Regions from separate parts of the Sparus aurata genome. Here region 1 is linked to region 2. A link is a contact called in public Hi-C data. All regions are on one chromosome and are shown on one strand. Each heading gives the region's core, a stretch centred on a gene start, on an enhancer-like site or on the middle of the called end of the contact. The rest is flanking DNA. Distances are from core to core; before and after follow the strand shown. Region 1 holds the start of LOC115571668 (somatostatin receptor type 2-like). Region 2 holds the start of LOC115571351.

Region 1 (5,133 bases), core at 1,658-4,157, 180 kb after region 2:
TGCCGCGGCGCCGAGCCGTCACCGGGGGGTCAAGGTGATAAACAGCAGATAAATCATGTCACCGCGAATGCTGACCGCGTCTCTGGAGGAGTTTCACAATGAGCACGGAGTCAGTCAACACTCTGGTGTGGCGTGGTTGCTGTGCCGGGGGGCCGTGAAATGTATGGAAAGTCGGCTTAAGAGAAGGCAAAAAGAATAGCTCATGACAGGGTAACAGGCGTTGGGCTGCATACAAGTAAAAAAAAAAAAAGAGATACACATTGGGGTTGACACTTCTCAGGCTGCTTGAAACACCTCATCTACGCAGCAAAAAACAATATGTCAGGGGCGCGACATCAGCAGCTGCCGTCCTGGATCTGTTCAAACAGATCTGATTGACCACACAGCCCAAAGTACACTGTCGCCGACATGAATGAGAAATAAAGCTTCTCATCAGCCTCGTGCTGCTGACAGATAGCATTTTTTTCTTTTTGCGCGGGCAAGTTGTAAGAAAGGCAAGGATGCGAGAAACTGACTGATGTCAGTGTTTGATCTTTAAGCCTTATCGCAAATGGACCTTTACCCTTCAAGCTGGGCTTCGTATTGACTTAGACGCGTGTCACAGTTGAAGGCCGCGAGGAGAGCTGTTGACCAGTGACATTCAAGGCCGAATGCGCGTGTTTTTGTTGAGTGGCGAGCAAAGAGAGAGCCTGAGATTCATTATGCCGTGTATCGGCTGGTTAAAAGCCCCGTCCGCTGCGTTTCAAACATCCGTGCAACCGACGGAGATCCTAACTAACTGGACAGTTAGACAGCGCTGACCGGTTTCATTGACTTTGTTGATTTTTCTTTCAGCAGTATATTCAGCGGTTGGTGGTACTGAACGGTAGAATCAATTTTGAAATCTGGCGTTTCATTGAAATGAGCACTGCTTTGCTGAACACGCACACTGACTAACTTCCTTGGTGTGATGTTGCTTTAAAAATGAAAAATAAAAAAATTAAACAGCATAAGATAATTTCCATTAAGCCAGTGTGACGCATTCACTGATGGTTGTTGGGAGTGGCGTGATTTAGAAAATGACCTGTTTGTTCTAAGTACTCTGCCAGAACTGATAAACATCAATGAAACAGCAAATTGTGAGGCCACAGTCAGCAGGCAGTTGGAAACAGCTAGCTTACCTTTGCCCAAACATCGCAAAAAATCAACCCACCAGCTCCTGTAACGCTAACAAACTGACCTGTTATATCTTGGTTTTTGATCCCCACAAAAACTCAAGTGTGAAAATGACAAACTGTAACGGTAACAGAAAGTTGGAGGCAGGACTATTTCTTGGCGGTAACTTCTCGGAGTCGCTTCTGGCTTCCTGAAGCGACACCTGTGTCAAGGTGATCCGAACTGACCAAAGTGAAGACACTTAAGCTGAAGCTGCTTCAGCTTGAAGTAGAAACTGTGCCTGTCGTGAGGCTTTATGAGCCCACTCCACGAAAGCACTGAGACAGCAGGACAAAGGACAGAGACTGAAGGGAAGTAACAGAAAGAACCTGAGCGCCCTGCCAGGTCCACTTCAGTCGAGCTGTTGTTGTGGCCTTGCTCCGAGGCAATAACTCGTAACCCTCTAACGTGATTGCCTATAGGGTAGGCTCGATGAACCATTCAGGGAACAAGTCAAAGCTTGTGTTTGATAACTGAACTTCAGGCAGCAACCCCGTGAGAATTTACAAGAGCACGGATGGAGAAACATTTTACTTGGTTGACATCCATACCCGAAAAGTACGTTACCTGTACCAGATGTTTGTTTTAGCCGAGCGGTTGCTCAACCCGTTGGTCTAGCGGTTGGATCCAAGGAATGAAAACGTGCGTTGTTTCACGTCTGAACGCACCCGTGGAGGTTTTTAACGCTTTTGGACGGAGCCAGGCCACCTCCCGTCGTTATCAGCTGTCGGCTGTACAGTTAGCTTCATATTCAGCGCGCCTATATGAGAGTAATATCCGCCTCCTCATCTAACTTTCTGCAAGAGCTTAAATAGTGCTAAAACGCCACAAAGCTATTTCCCTCTACCCACTGTGACCTCGCCGATTATTTAACAACGGAAGGCCTGCAGTCTGACCGTGTGCCTCAGTGACACACACACAAAAGTGAACTCACCCAGAGAACTTGTTGACCTCGAGACCGCCGCACAACAAACACACACACACACCTGACTGCAAACTACGTGGATTCGGATTTTAACACAGAGTAAGCGAAGACACACGGCCTCCACCAAAATCCTTTCTTTTACTGGGCTTCTCTTTTTTTTTCTGAGCACGCTCCCTCCCTCCGAAGATATTGGACGTGCTGTAAATAGAGCCATTAATCTTTGAAAGGACCACAACATCCACGGTAATAATAGCAGCACTTTTGCGTTGCTAAATTGAGGGCAAGTGGCGGGACATTTTCTCACGAGGCTCTCCGCTGAGAGAGGTCACGGAAGATACCCCGCCATCTGCACTCACTCGATAACCCCTTCCTTTTATAAAGGACGGGAGAGGGGGACTGTTGGATCGGCCTCGCGCGCTCCAGACCTGAGTGCCATCGCTGTCGCCAAGGAGAATCAGCACCATTGATTGAGAGCAGTTCAGCGGAAGGCCTGGCTACCACTTGAAGTAATTGCAGCGGCGGAAGCCGGTGGATTTGGACGGAGGCGGCCTGATTGCGGCGTCATTTCGTGTCGCAGCTTCGGGTTGTTGTTTTCTTTCCCTTTCTTTCGCATTCTCTGCAGGAATCTCAGTGTTTTTTTCCCCCGACGCATCTGGAGGTCCAATGACACAAAAAAAACAATGTGTCACTGATAAGCTGAGGTACGTGCAACACTGAATATACCGCATACACTTGTTTGTTATTATGTATTTGTTTTATCTTGATACAACTGAATGACGTGGAACACTACAATCACCAGGCACCAGAGAAAGAGCCAACTGCTATACGTGACTCAAAATCAGCAATCTGCAGGACACCGACGCACATAAGGTGACGCGCATCTCTCTCCCTCTCCCTCCTTCTCTCTCTTACTCTCCCCCCCCCCCCCTCTGTGTGTGTGTGTGTGTGTGTGTGTGTGTGTGTGTGTCTCTCTCTCTCTCTCTCTTTCTCTCTCCGGCGCAGTCGTGCGTCCTGCCGCTCTGACCGACTTGTCGCGCAGGGCTTTCGGTGCCAAGACCGGCTGGACGCAGCGCACTGTGAGCGCGCTACGGCGTTTGTAAAGACGCGGTCTTGCCAAACTTACGGGTTCACAACAAAAAAACAAAAAAAAGAAACGCGGAATATTTCTTGGGAGGTTAAAAAAAAAAAAAAGAAAAAAAAAAAAGGATAAGAAATGACCTGAGAGACGTCGGTGGTATAATCACCGGCTCTGGTGAAGGTGGCGAGTGGGAGCGCTCCGATCGCCAGCGTCGTGCGTAACCCTGGGAGAGCAGGTGGATGGAGAGGCTGGCGGGATGCAGCTGTCCGGCAGCTGTCAGCTGCCGCTTCGGAGCAGCCAGACTCCGCGTACTCGTTGACTGACGCCTTGTCATGATGGACTTGATGTGAGGAGGGAAGTTTTTCGGATTAAAAAGTAAGTGATTCTTTAGGGGCGGGATATTGGGAAAGGACATTTTAGTGCTGAATTTTAGTGGAGCTTATTACATTTTGCCTTCATCCATGGGTATTTCTGTGTGGATTTTGCGCGCTGTAGTGAACATCCTTGAATATACAGCTCTGCCTGTCTGGTAAAAGTACCTTTTTTTTTTTTTTTTTTTATCAATTATATGATCCAATCGTGGCGCAGCGGTTTGGCGCATGGAATGTCACCATAAAAAACGCGCTTTTACGCGCATTCTAAGATCAGTTTTCTGTCTGTCGGTTCAAGAGGACGGTAGATGGTTGGTCCATCAGCTCAGCAAAGCAAAAAAAAAAAAAAAAATGAAAGCTGTAACAGGTGCAACTCCACATGAGGTAATTACATGAGTCCACGGGAAGGAACTGGCCAGAGGGGATGACACGGGGTCCTGTCTTTCAATTAAGAGGTCAAAGGTTCGGTGCCTGCAGCGGCCATTTTATGTCTCAGCGCCCTTGAGAAGAGAAGATAACCCAACCTGCCCACTGTTGGATGAGAATATCCACCTCCATGTCAATTAAAGGAGCCTCCTGTTGAGCTGGACATAAGGCTGCATGGAGCCGGGCTGCTCCCCCGGCATCACTTCATCTCTTCACACAGTCAGAGGTGAGGCTGACATGCAGCTCATGACATCCAGCAGGCACTTTATATTGTTCTGTTAGTCCAAAGGAGCCTGTTAAAAATGTGTTTTCCCTTTGTGGGAGTTTTGAATAGACCACTAATCCTCCCCCCTTTTGCTCTTGTTAATACAATTACCCTGCTTTATAATTAAACTACAAGACACCAAACAGTAGTGACTCTAATACAGTCATTAGTCTACGCCTCCTGCTAGAAAATAACAAGGTAAATCCTTTCATTAGTGGATGTATTATTAGAGCGGATTGCTCTTCTGTACACTTTTCCCTGGAGGCGCTCTCACTCAGGCACGCGCACACACACACAGACACACACAGACACACACACACACAGACATCTGTTTGTAAAGGCTGATACAAGTTGTTTTTGAATTTGTGCACTTAAAGTAACAATCCAATCCTTAAGATTTTTTTTATCATATCACATCCAATTTCTCACAACATTTTTTTCCCGAATGTATCATTCAATGTTATTTCATTCAGTTCATATATAAAGTAGAGTCGTTTCACATTTTTCCGCGGCAGGGTCCGCCATTCCCGCCAGTAACACAGATGCAGCCAAATCAGCCAGCAGTTCAATCTAAAGAATGGCATTTTCTAAACCTGACCATATTCACACGCAGTGATATTAAGACTGATTAAAGATTAAGAGATGACAGTGCGCCTGCGGTGGTATTCCTCTCACGCGGTCGAGAAAACTAAAACAGCCGGTAGACAGCCTTTTAAAATCTTAGATGTTTTAGGCTGGCAAAGTTCCATTGCAGATATTAGAGACTGCTTCCACTGCAGCTGTCTGAGCCAAGCACTCAACACGGAGCAGACTGATGGTTGGTGTGTGCAGCCATGTGACAGCAGATGAACCTCCGGTGTCTCGGAGGTGATTG
Region 2 (5,085 bases), core at 2,457-4,956:
GTGTTTCTGTCATTTCTGAATTTCAAGTAGCAACAATTCAAACTAAATAGATAAATAGTGTTTCAGAATAAAACACTTCATTTGGTCCCCTTTTTAAAAACTGAGCTCAGCAGCACTGTGATGACATCGTGTCCCTCAGTTCTGCTGACATGGCGCCAGTTGCCATGGCAACCTTAGCCCAGCCCCACGTCTAGTGACATCATCACTACGAAGCCCAGGATGGAGGTCCAGGATGCCAGCTTCCCGTTTCCACTGGTTGACACCGAGTTGGAGGGAAGAAATGGAACATTAGTCAGAAAGAAGCAGAAAGTCTTTCATCTGGCTAAAACACAAAATCTCATCAAATCTACTTTAATATCCTCTTTTCCTTCTCACCTGACTTGAGCTTCAGGGATGATGTCATCCACCACCACATAAACCATCGCCCCGGCAGCAAACGCCAACGCATACGGCAACAGGGGTTCTGCCAAGACAACGGCGAAGGCACCCAGCAGCCCAGCAATAGGCTCGACCATGCCGCTGAGCTGTCCATACCTGACGGGAAGCAGCAAAAGTCAGCTGCATTGTTCAGATTTAAAGTACGGTTACTCAGTGTTGTTTCTGACACAGTGTCTGTACACATGTTTCTCCTTACCAAAAGGCTTTCCATGTTGAGACCCCAGAACCCCGGAGCGGCAGGCTCACCGCCAAGCCTTCTGGGAAATTCTGAATGCCAATGCCGATGGCCAAATTTCTGTGGAGACAAAACCAATAAACAACCAAACAAAAAACATCAACTCGTATCTCTGTATGTTAAATGTTAACAACATACCTCATATGTAGGTACTTTAGTTTGCTTTTGCATAAAAACAAAGAGCCTTTGAAAAATAATTGAATTTAAATCAAGGGGGAAGACGAAAATAAAACTCTTGAGCCATGCTAGCTGCTCTGTGAGGCTGAGCTCAGCAATGCTCTCAGCTAAATGCTAACTTTGGCATGTTAACGTGCTGACAAATACAAAGTTAACATGCTGATGTTTAGAGGCTATAAAGTTTACTATGTTAACCATCATAGTTTAGCTCAAAGCATGCTTACAGAAGGTATGATAATCCTTTACTGAATCCCTACAGGTGAAATTGAGAATTGCAGTTTGCATTTCCAAGTTAGCTATAAACACAGTTCAGCAGAGGCTAATGGGAATGTGATTAATTTTGCAGGTATCACAATTGAAAACTTTGACCAGATGTGAGTTATATGACTAGTAAGTTGTTTGGCAATGTCAAACCTCATGGAGGTACAAGAGGAAAAGTCAGGGGGTCACCAATACAGATACATCCTCAGGGCACTGTGAATGTCTGTGGAAAGTGTTGTGCAAATTAATCGGTTTAGACATTCACAACAGTAGTGAGAAATTAATCTGCTGGTGACACCAGTCACCAGGGAAAATCAGGGAATCGCCAAAGTGAACACAGATATATCCTCAAGGCAACATGAATGTCTGCACACAATTTTATGCAAATCTATAGGGAAGGCGTTGAGACATTTCACAAGAAATGTGAAAACCTGAGCTACTGGTGAATAAGATTAAGTCAGGGGATCACCAAGGTCTCGAGGAGTTATCCACGACCACTGGGAACTATAAATGTCTGTACATGAAGATATTTCAAAGTATTTGTGAAACCTGTTAGTTGGTGCAACAGAAAAAAAGATTAACAAGGTCACTCTGAGTTAACCTCTGGGAACCATGAATATCTTTGCAAAATGTAATGGCAATCTATCCAATACTGTCAAGACGTATGACTTAATCCAGAAATGTCAACTTGGAGGTAGTGTAAAAGGGAAAGCCAAAACATTACTGAGTTCAAGAGGTTTCATCCTCTGGGGACCAGTATTACAATATATTGGTGTGAAACATCATCACAATCAATCCAATAGTTGCTCATATATTTCAACCTGGACCTGAACATCAACAAAATGTGATCCATGCTGCTTCCTTGGCTAAAAATGCAAACATATTTGACGAAATTATAAAGGAAAAAAATAAACAAAGACAAGTCAAGTGATTCTTTTCATCCACTCATTTTATTTTTGGTTTTATCATAAGGACATTGTGAGCAATGATGCAAATCAATGTGAATGACTCCATTACGCAATGTTTATTTTATAGGATTCTTGTATCAGTGCCATGAAGTTCATTTTGTTGTTTGAATGTTGAAAAACATGTGACTTTGAAGACTTTGATGCTGGAGTAGTTCATTTAATATTTTTTATCTTTGAGGTATATTTTGCCAAAACATGGCTTTTAGCAACAATATATATTTCATTGTCAGTCACATTTCTAATTCCCATAGAAGAATCTCTTGCTCAACAGCTCCTGTCTCTCCCTGCAGTGCAGTGATGCAACTACTACATGTGAGCACACACAACACAGCACCTGACATCTACCATATTCTGACCAGCTGCAATATAGTCCAGTCATTACATGGACCAAATGTATGTGCTCAGACAAAAACGTTTACCATCCTGAGCAGGGACAACTAAAGAGAGAAGCCAGATATATTCCTTCATTTCTTTACTTTAGGTCCAAAAATAGACTTAACCTGACAACTTGACCACAATATACTCGGTTGACTAAAATATACCACTGGACGACTGGAAAACTGTGTGGGACTCTGATACAGCACTAAATTGGTTAAAATTCTAAAAGCCTATAGGTAGTTACACATTTGAGTGGATGAAAATGACAAGTGGAGTACCCCAGGGCTCCATTCTCCAGCCTCTTCTATTCAACATTTACATGCTTCCGCTAGGTCAGATCATCGATTATATAACCAAGCCAGAAAACCTCAGTGTAATCATGGACTCAGACCTGAACTTCAGCAGCCACACTAAGACAATTACAAAGTCAGACTACAACCACTTTAAGAATATATCCAGGATAAAAGGACTTATGTCTTGGCAGGATTTGGAAAAAAACTTGTCCATGCATTTATTTTCAGTAGACTTGGCTACTGTAACAGTATTTTAAGCAACTCTCTAAAAAATCCACTGGAGAGCTGCAGCTGATTCAAAAGCTGCTGCTCAAGTCCTAACAAGAACCAAAAAAGTAGATCACATCACTCCGGCCCTTAGACCTTTACACTGGCTTTCTGTCTGTCAAAGAATAGATTTCAAAATCCTGCTGTTGGTTTATAAAACATCAAATGGTTTCGGGCCCAAACACAATTCTGATCTTCTGAACCATCCTGACCTCTGAGGTCCTCAGGTACAGGTCGGCTTTCTAGCCCCTAGAAACAACAAAACATGGAGACGTGGTGTTCAGTTATTATGTGCCACATATCTGGAACGAACGCCTAGCAAACTGCAGGTCTGCTCCAACTCTCACCTCTTTTAAATCAAGGCTGAAGACCTTTCTGTTTGTCTTAGCCTTTCACTGAAAAAATTTAAAGGCTTTGAACTGCACTGTAGCTTCCTTTGTCGAGTCTCTTTTAAACCTATTCTAATTTAGCTTACTTTCCCTATTTCTTAACTTGTTTCAATATTTTGTTTGATACTTCTTACTTGTTTTTAATGCATTTTAAATGCAATTTTTAATTCCTTTTAATTCAACTTGTATTCCCCTGTAACGCACTTTGCCACAGTTGCCTTGCCACTCAGTTTGTGTGTGGGCAATGTTATTGTCCTCTCTTATCACTTCAGTGTCAAGAGATAAGATGTATCCCAGTGATGCAACTTAAGTTTGATCACACTGTTTAAACTCTGTCCAGTGTTAAAGCTGACAAAAACACCTAAACCTTCTGAGGCAGGGGAAACTAACCTCGGGCTGCTTGAGTCTTTTTACAGCTCTGTTCTCAAGTGGTGAGTTAATACTTCTAAATAGTTTGTGCTCTTAGTGTCATTCTTTTGTTTGTTACTTGGCAGAGTTTGAGTGGCATGTCGATGAAAGTGTTGCTACGGAAGAATGAAAATGTAATAGGGGGGGAAACTTACAATGGATTTCTGTGACACGGGCCATTTGTGAGCGTTTTGAGTGCATGAGCTACTGAATTTCCTTGAAATATAAGCACATGTATATCATGGTTATCTATAAGAATTCATTTTGTTTTACTGTATTTCATTGTGTTTTGATGCTGGTCTTAATACAAATGTAAATAAGGAAAATTAAAATATGATTCAATCAAATCAGTTAAAAAAGAAAAATAACAAATTTAGAAGAAGGGCATTTTGGAGGAGGTATGTATGTTCTGAAAGTTGGGACCATTACAATGTTTGTGTCTCAAAAATATGTATACAATAGAGCTTAAGGGGGAAGGTCTTAGCCAGCAGACTGATGGTTGCATAAACATGATTGTAAATGTTGGACGCTAAATTACAGTGTGTCCAGAAGAAAAACAGGTCTTGAAGACAATTAGTAAAGGTGAACACACGTCATTGAAAAGTCCTCTGCACTTCTTGCTCCCAGACAAACAGCAAAACAGAAAATGGGCCAGTCGTTGTCTCCAGAGGAGCGACTAGCAGAACTTGACAAGTACTCTGAAACATTGTTCAATTCACAACAATGGCACGGCTTTGGAATTGACAGGTAGGCACAGTCACTCAAAGGAAATTGCATGTCTATGTTTTAACTTCAAGATGGTTTAATATATAACATATCAAGTGGAGAATCATAGAATCACAGTGTAGAACCTCGGCCTATTAGATCAATATATCCAATCATTATTTACATACTGAACGTATCAGACAAAAGTGTTGTACAGTAGCTTTCTGGCAGGTGAAAAGTTCAACTTCATTTTTGGTATTCAATCACACAAAGTTGTGACTAATGAATATATCTCTCCACTCAGCTCGATGCTACAATACTCCGGACTCAACTCAACTCAAGTGCTGGATGATTACAGAGATCAAGTCTTATACAGTGGAGAATTCAGTGACGCTGCGGCCGCTGTAGAGAAGCTGGGCTCTGCACTGGGTGGGCTCAAAATTGTGCCTAATGCTGTGGGACTTGGGGCTTTCATCATTTCCATAATCTTGGAGACAGTTGGGAAGACATTAGGGAAAGAAACCATGGGCACAGCTGAAATGTTGCAAAGGGTGTTTGCACAGGAG

The links. Hi-C and Micro-C count contacts between places; a contact is called where the count stands out from the background.
Region 1: a Hi-C map of an unstated tissue shows a contact between it and region 2, with 7 times the contacts expected there. The contact joins the promoter of LOC115571668 here to the promoter of LOC115571351 in region 2. A contact is called at or near these places in 2 of 2 Hi-C or Micro-C datasets (skeletal muscle and an unstated tissue).

Annotation. Positions count from the first base shown.
Region 1 is chr20:7,607,981-7,613,113 of fSpaAur1.1, forward strand. It overlaps LOC115571668 (somatostatin receptor type 2-like), which reads left to right and starts at 2,908. Exons shown (of 4, transcript XM_030401184.1): 1 at 2,908-2,989.
Region 2 is chr20:7,427,341-7,432,425 of fSpaAur1.1, forward strand. It overlaps LOC115571351, which reads left to right and starts at 3,707. Exons shown (of 5, transcript XM_030400711.1): 1 at 3,707-3,837; 2 at 4,442-4,561; 3 at 4,824-5,085. The coding sequence starts at 4,461. It overlaps slc39a11 (solute carrier family 39, member 11), which reads right to left. Exons shown (of 10, transcript XM_030400710.1): 8 at 635-733; 9 at 376-534; 10 at 1-252. The coding sequence ends at 174.